2 separate regions of the Mus musculus genome follow, and region 2 is linked to region 1. The links are chromatin contacts, called in public Hi-C maps. All regions are on one chromosome and are shown on one strand. Each heading gives the region's core, a stretch centred on a gene start, on an enhancer-like site or on the middle of the called end of the contact. The rest is flanking DNA. Distances are from core to core; before and after follow the strand shown. Region 1 overlaps Fry (FRY microtubule binding protein). Region 2 overlaps 1700028E10Rik (RIKEN cDNA 1700028E10 gene).

Evidence for each region. A called contact is a pair of places that touch in the nucleus more often than the background predicts.
Region 2: a contact with region 1 is called in a Hi-C map of liver, with 5 times the contacts expected there. The contact joins two enhancer-like sites.

The regions. Positions count from the first base shown.
Region 1 is chr5:150,269,146-150,272,101 of GRCm38.p6, forward strand. The region is part of intron 1 of Fry (FRY microtubule binding protein); the gene reads left to right. Among named protein-coding and RNA genes, the nearest start is that of Fry, 11 kb to the left of the region's middle. Within about 2 kb of position 1,541, at least 12 of the 459 cell types and tissues checked have an H3K27ac peak or open chromatin away from gene starts, as enhancers often do. A contact at or near this core is called in liver, where this site is marked.
Region 2 is chr5:151,408,852-151,411,801 of GRCm38.p6, forward strand. All of the region lies in intron 3 of 1700028E10Rik (RIKEN cDNA 1700028E10 gene), which reads left to right. All of the region lies in intron 1 of Gm3704 (predicted gene 3704), which reads left to right. It also overlaps a transcript of Stard13 not described here. Among named protein-coding and RNA genes, the nearest start is that of Gm3704, 3.8 kb to the left of the region's middle. Within about 2 kb of position 1,315, at least 12 of the 459 cell types and tissues checked have an H3K27ac peak or open chromatin away from gene starts, as enhancers often do. A contact at or near this core is called in liver, where this site is marked.

The sequences.
Region 1 (2,956 bases), core at 291-2,790:
TCACGGATGCGGTACACGTGGATTTAGGTATATTCATACAGAAGTCCCTTTGGCTTTTAGAACCCCAGGGAGAGGCGCCCTATGACCCAAAGACAGTGTGGCATGCAGGCCTTGGGGAACATTATTTTGGAGAATGTGTTTGATAGCCTGTTGGTCCTAGCTTTGTATATTTTTACATTCTTCTCTTCAGAGGACATTTGGAAGGAAGCCTGGTGTTTACGGGGCTGGCTTTGTAAGAACATTTTGAAATACTTCTCCTAGCAGGATAGCTAAAGGAGAAGAAATGTACACGTTGGTTTTTTCTTTTAATTTTTAAATTTTTTTGCCTTAGACCATGAAGGAACGCTTGCTTAGATTTTCCTAGGTATAGTAGCCTTCAGATAGGCACTCTTTACACTACAGCAATGGGAAGAGACATGTCGGCTTCCTTTTTTATTGTGCATTTGTGGTTCCTACCCCCTTCTTTTCATTTTTCTTCCTTTGTTTCATTTCATCAGGGTGTTGCTATATAGACCTCACCGACTGGCTTACAACTTACTACATAGACAGTGTTGACCTTGAACTAGTGGCAATTCTCCTGCCTCTGCTTTCTGATTCCTGAAAACATCAAGTTCCACATCCATGTTTCTTATTCTGTGTGGGTGGTGGCATCCTGAGTCCAGTTGGTTCCAAGCTTCTGTGTCCCATCCCTCGTCCCCATCCCCAAAGCTGGTCTTGTCCTCTCAGGTCCCACAGTTCTTTCTCCCAGATCTGGGATCATGGGGTACACACAGCATGCTGCCATGCTTCAGAAAATGTTTGCCCACAGGACAAATTCAAAGGCAGTTAGTTACCTTTTCGTTTTGAGTGGCTCTGCGTCTCTTCGGTGTGTCTTGGGACTTAAAGAGCAGTGTGCACATGTGCACTCATCACCGGGAGACAAAGTAAATTACATATTTCTGTAAGTTAACGTTCATATCCCACCACTCACCTATAATCTTACAATCACGCCCTCTCTCTCTTTCTCGGAGCGCACTAGCACAAGCATTTACAATGTTAGTCACCCATAACTCCAGATGCTAAGCAGGGGAAGTTTATATTCTACCAGCACAACTCTGTAATGAGTCTGATTTGGCTTAATTCCTTTCTACTGTGCTGTCATTTGCTGAGCCGAGGATGGAAGTTTAAGCCAAACCCATACCATTTTGGCGAATGCTTTTCGAGAGGCCGTGAGAGTTTGTTGACGTGTCAATTTAAGGGAGCTGAGATCTTTTTCAGGAAGGCGTCCAGAGCTTCACGAGTGCTTTTTATCAACTTTAATTTGATAAACAACTCGGAAGGCTTCTGTCGTTCTTAATCAATGACAGAGTGTGAAGTAGTTTAGCACAGCTTTGAAAGCCCAGGATTTCTCAGCCACCTCCACAAGAGCCAGTGAGAGTATGGAAATACATGATTAAATCCACATCTGAGAGAGACTTCTTGCCGAAGCATCAGACGCACTAGCCTGACCTCTTAGAGTTTAGTTTCAGACAGGTAAATATGTATTTTGGCAGCCGGTGGAAGGATAGGGTATTAGATTAACTAGCATGTCACTTTAGTAAAATTCCATTTGAACATTGTATTTATGTAGGTGGGGCTTGGTCATCAATAAAATGGTTTGCTGGTTAAGAGATTAATCAATCAAATGATTCTATTTCTGGATAAGTTCTAGTCTTTGAACTCTGTCTGTCTGTCTGTCTTTCTCTCGTGTGTGTGTATGGTTTGTATTTATGATGTGTAGTGTGTGTGTGTGTGTGTGTGTGTGTGTGTGTGAGAGAGAGAGAGAGAGAGAGAGAGAGAGAAATCCCACATGGCTGTTTCTTCTTACTTCCTTATGAAGACAGAGCAAACCTGGCCCTTTTGTCTCCTGCTTTTGAATATGAAGTGGTTTTAATATTCTCACTGAAAAATGGCACTGTGTGCACCTTGCATTTATCAGCTATTCCTGCAACTCTGTGAATGCTAAGCTGCAAGAGGGTTAGTGGTATGGGTGTTGAACTTTACTGATCAAAAGGAGATGGAATCTCAGACCTGCACAGCTTCCTGGCGAGGCCTGCTCTTCTGTAACTGGAATAAGAGAAAAACCCACCCTGCATAGGCCATCAGATTATTTTGTTTATATACATATGTGTGTGTATATGCACGTATTAATATTCCATGTATATATGTACATATGAAATAATATGTGTCAATATAAATACATGCTATGTATATGTCTATAAACAGTGAAGTGACTATTGCCTAACAGTAAATCTGAATGGGTTGTCTCCTCCTTGAGGTGGCAGCAGCCTTGGTTTCTTGGTCTGAAGATGTTTTTCTTCCTTATGACTTGAAATATGGTGAGTAAGAAAATTGCTGGAATTCTAGAGACTTTGAGATATAAACCATGCGGCCCAGCATTTGCTCAGCATTCAGTTTCATAAACCATGGTCAGTATCCAGAAGGCGAGAGGGATGAGTGTATGAGTGTTAAAAGGGTGAAGCACCGTATGCTTTACACCAACAGCAAGTATTCAAAACAATGGAAATGGGGAAAGGGTGTTCTGAGTAAATAGAACCTATGATCCCTGGATTGGAGGCAGCTATGAACCTCTAATAGGAGGCCAACTACGCATGTGTGTGTGTGTGTGTGTGTGTGTGTGTGTGTGTGTGTGTTGTAACAAGTTTACTTCTCAGATTGTATTTTCTGAAGATCAGATTTTTAAAAATAAATCTCCTCTGAGAATGAAGCCTAGAAACTGAATGTCAATATGGTCTTACCCAGAGTACCTTTCTATTTCAGAACCTCTAAAATTAACCTGCTATTTTTTTAATGAGCTTCCTGCATCTTTAACAGCCGCACACTGAGGATATGGGTTTACTGGCCTCATGGTGGGCTCGGTGGCCCCCAGGGCCTTTCTCGCTGTGAACATGCATACGAATGTGCACTCACGACACAC
Region 2 (2,950 bases), core at 65-2,564, 1.1 Mb after region 1:
ATCTTCAGTACAGGCTACATTGTATATTAGAAGCAAGATTGATGAATTCTCCTAACAAATGGAGATTCTCTAGATACTTAAAAGTTACACTCATATAAGAATTTAGCAAGGCCTAGGAAATAGGGGGGTTGTGATATTGCATTATTCATGAGGCCTGCCAAGAGCAGAACACACCCCCCCCCCCCCCCCCCCCCGTGCTAGCCTTCACAAGGATCAAAGGTAGAGCACTAGAGTGTGAAATCCTTACCTGTCACTAAGCTGACCCTAGGCAGGACTGCTTTATCTTCTTTACTGTAAACATTTACCTGGTTCCTGTAAATCCTTTTGAAATCATTCCTTTGTTTTGTGTCAGGCAACTTCAATGTACTTTGCCTGCTGTGACTCCCGGACCCCTTGTATTTTCTGTACTATATAACACTGGTGTTTACTTTGTGAGAATACATTCAGATCACCCACCAACACCTTGCCCACCTGCCCCAGAGACTCGTTCCATGCAGACAAAGGGACCCAGAGGGTCTGCTGCACTCTGGGTCCTTCTAGTGCCAGAGCTCCTGAATAGCCCACACATTTCTTTTTCCTTCAACTGCAATCTACCCCTTAGAAATAAATGAGCTTTCCCTAAGCCCTGTAATTAGAATTCAAATGTAATATTCAAATAGCCTATAATTAGAATATAAATAGCCTCTAAGTAGCCCATGCAAATGAAGGTATTAATGAATTACAAATCACTAAAGGAAATAAAGGGGGTGGCAGGCCATCCCTATGCTGGTCCCCTCCAGCCATGCAGTTGTGTTCAACAGCCTGCTAGAAGTCAGGGTCTTTTGGCTGGGACAGACCTCAAACTTGCTTCAATAAGGGAAAAAAACAAAAAAAAACCCAAAACATGTTTTATATAATTCACAAATACCCCTGACACACACACACACACACACACACACACTACAAAATTTTTTGGTTCGTTTTGTTTGTGGTAGGTAGGGAAAGAACCCCCCCCCCCCCACACACACACACACACGTACACACTCCTTCCACACTGCTGCTTATTAAGTAAAACAATTCTTCTATGGCATTCCTACTGTGTTTTTAGAACTATTTTAGATACACGCTTTCTTTCATTGAATTTTCCAGGAGAAGACATGAAAGACCATTCTCATTCTCACTTGTAGACAGAAGAAAGCAGGACTCTAGAAAACCGACTTGTCCAATCTTGTAATTTTGGTAGTAAAACGTTGCTACATCCCAAACAGCTCACTGGAACAGAAATAGACTGTTAATGTTTTTTGGTCATGCCAATATAAAAGAGGAAAATAAATATTGACTCTAAGAATTAATCTCAAGGTTCAACTATTGCAACATAAGGGTAGATTTGGCTCTCACCTGTCAGTTGTAACTCCCATTCTGACCCCGCCCCCAGGCCCTTTGAAACTAATGCTTTATCTCTTACCACTTTATGCCTTTCTTCTCTCTTTTTTTTTTATTTTTTCATTAAATTTCAAATTAGCACAAAATATGCACAAGAAGGTAGCTAGAAGGATGATCATGTTAATAAGTTGGTGAGAGTTGTTGAGGCAGTCTTTGTGGATAGGGAACACACATTTACATGAGTGTACCTGTGTGTGTGCAGGTTTGCGTGACATGCTCTGTGTGTGAAGGCACAAGGACCAAGCCTTTCTTAATGGCTTCCCCTCAGGTCTCTCACTGAACCCAGAGCTCATGGAGTCAGCTAAACTAGCTGACCAGTACGAACTTCTTACTCGAGCCTCCTTAGTACTGGGATTATGGGTTCATTTGGCAATGCCTCGTTTCTCTTCCTTTGCTGTGATAAATACACTCTGACTAAAAGCAAAACAGCAACTTAGAGGAGGAAAGAGTTAATTTGGCTTAATCAGAAAACATGAAGGAATGCAGTTTGCTCGCTCTCTCTCTCTCTCTCTGTCTCTCTCTCTCTCTGGCTCCTGCTTTGTTAGCTTTCTTATATAGTGTAAGATGCACTGATCAGAGCATGGTGCTGCCCAGTGACTGTGCCCTTCTACACAAGACAATCAAGACAATCTCTTCACTGGCATGCCCACAGACCACCCTGATAAAGACAATTCTTTAACTGAAACTGTTTTTCAGGTGATTTTAGGCAGTATCAAATTTATAGTGAGTGCTGAGACACTAAACTAAAGCTATCTTTTTTTTTTTTTTTTTTTGATGGTTATACCAGGAGAGATGGATAGCAGTCTATAGGGTAGAAACTAAGGATTGTGAATAAAGTAAAAGCTTTTTTTTTAAAAATCTGAATTTAAAAATCTATGAGTGGAGGGCAGAGTTGAGGGAAGAAGAAGGAAGAGGAGAGAGATCTCGAGGGAAATGTTCAATATCTGTGGCACAAGAAGAGACCACGGAGACAGTGTGCTAATAGAGTAATCAGCTGCTGAGAAGGTGACTACAAAAAACTGAACTTCCAGTGTTCCAGGCACCCTGAGGGAACTTCTCAACAACCCTACAGAATAGTGAATGAATATGAGGAGCACTGTTCATACACCAAAGATCAGAGACCCCACATAACCTGCCCTGGGACACAGCCAGTCAGCAGCACTGCTGGGTAGGAAAAACATCTGGTTGAACCTGGTGTTCCAAAGAGCTGATGGGGGAGTTGGGGTGCCAGGATACTACAAGAGAGTTCTGGGAATAAGCAAACATGGGTCGCAGGTCGATACTTGCTTCTGAATAACTAAGGCCTAGAATAAGGAAGGCTGATTTTGACTGAGGCAAAAGGTCAGAGTGAATTTATACAAGAACAAAGTTTTGTCAGAGAATGACTATTTAGTTCTAAATAGCTGTCCTGTAGTGCATGCTGGGAAGAGATGCAGCACAGCTTTTTGCTGGAGAAGGAAGAGCAGGCCTGACGTTCTCACACACGCCTGTGTGCAAACAGCAGGTACTGCTGTACTGTGAGAGTCTC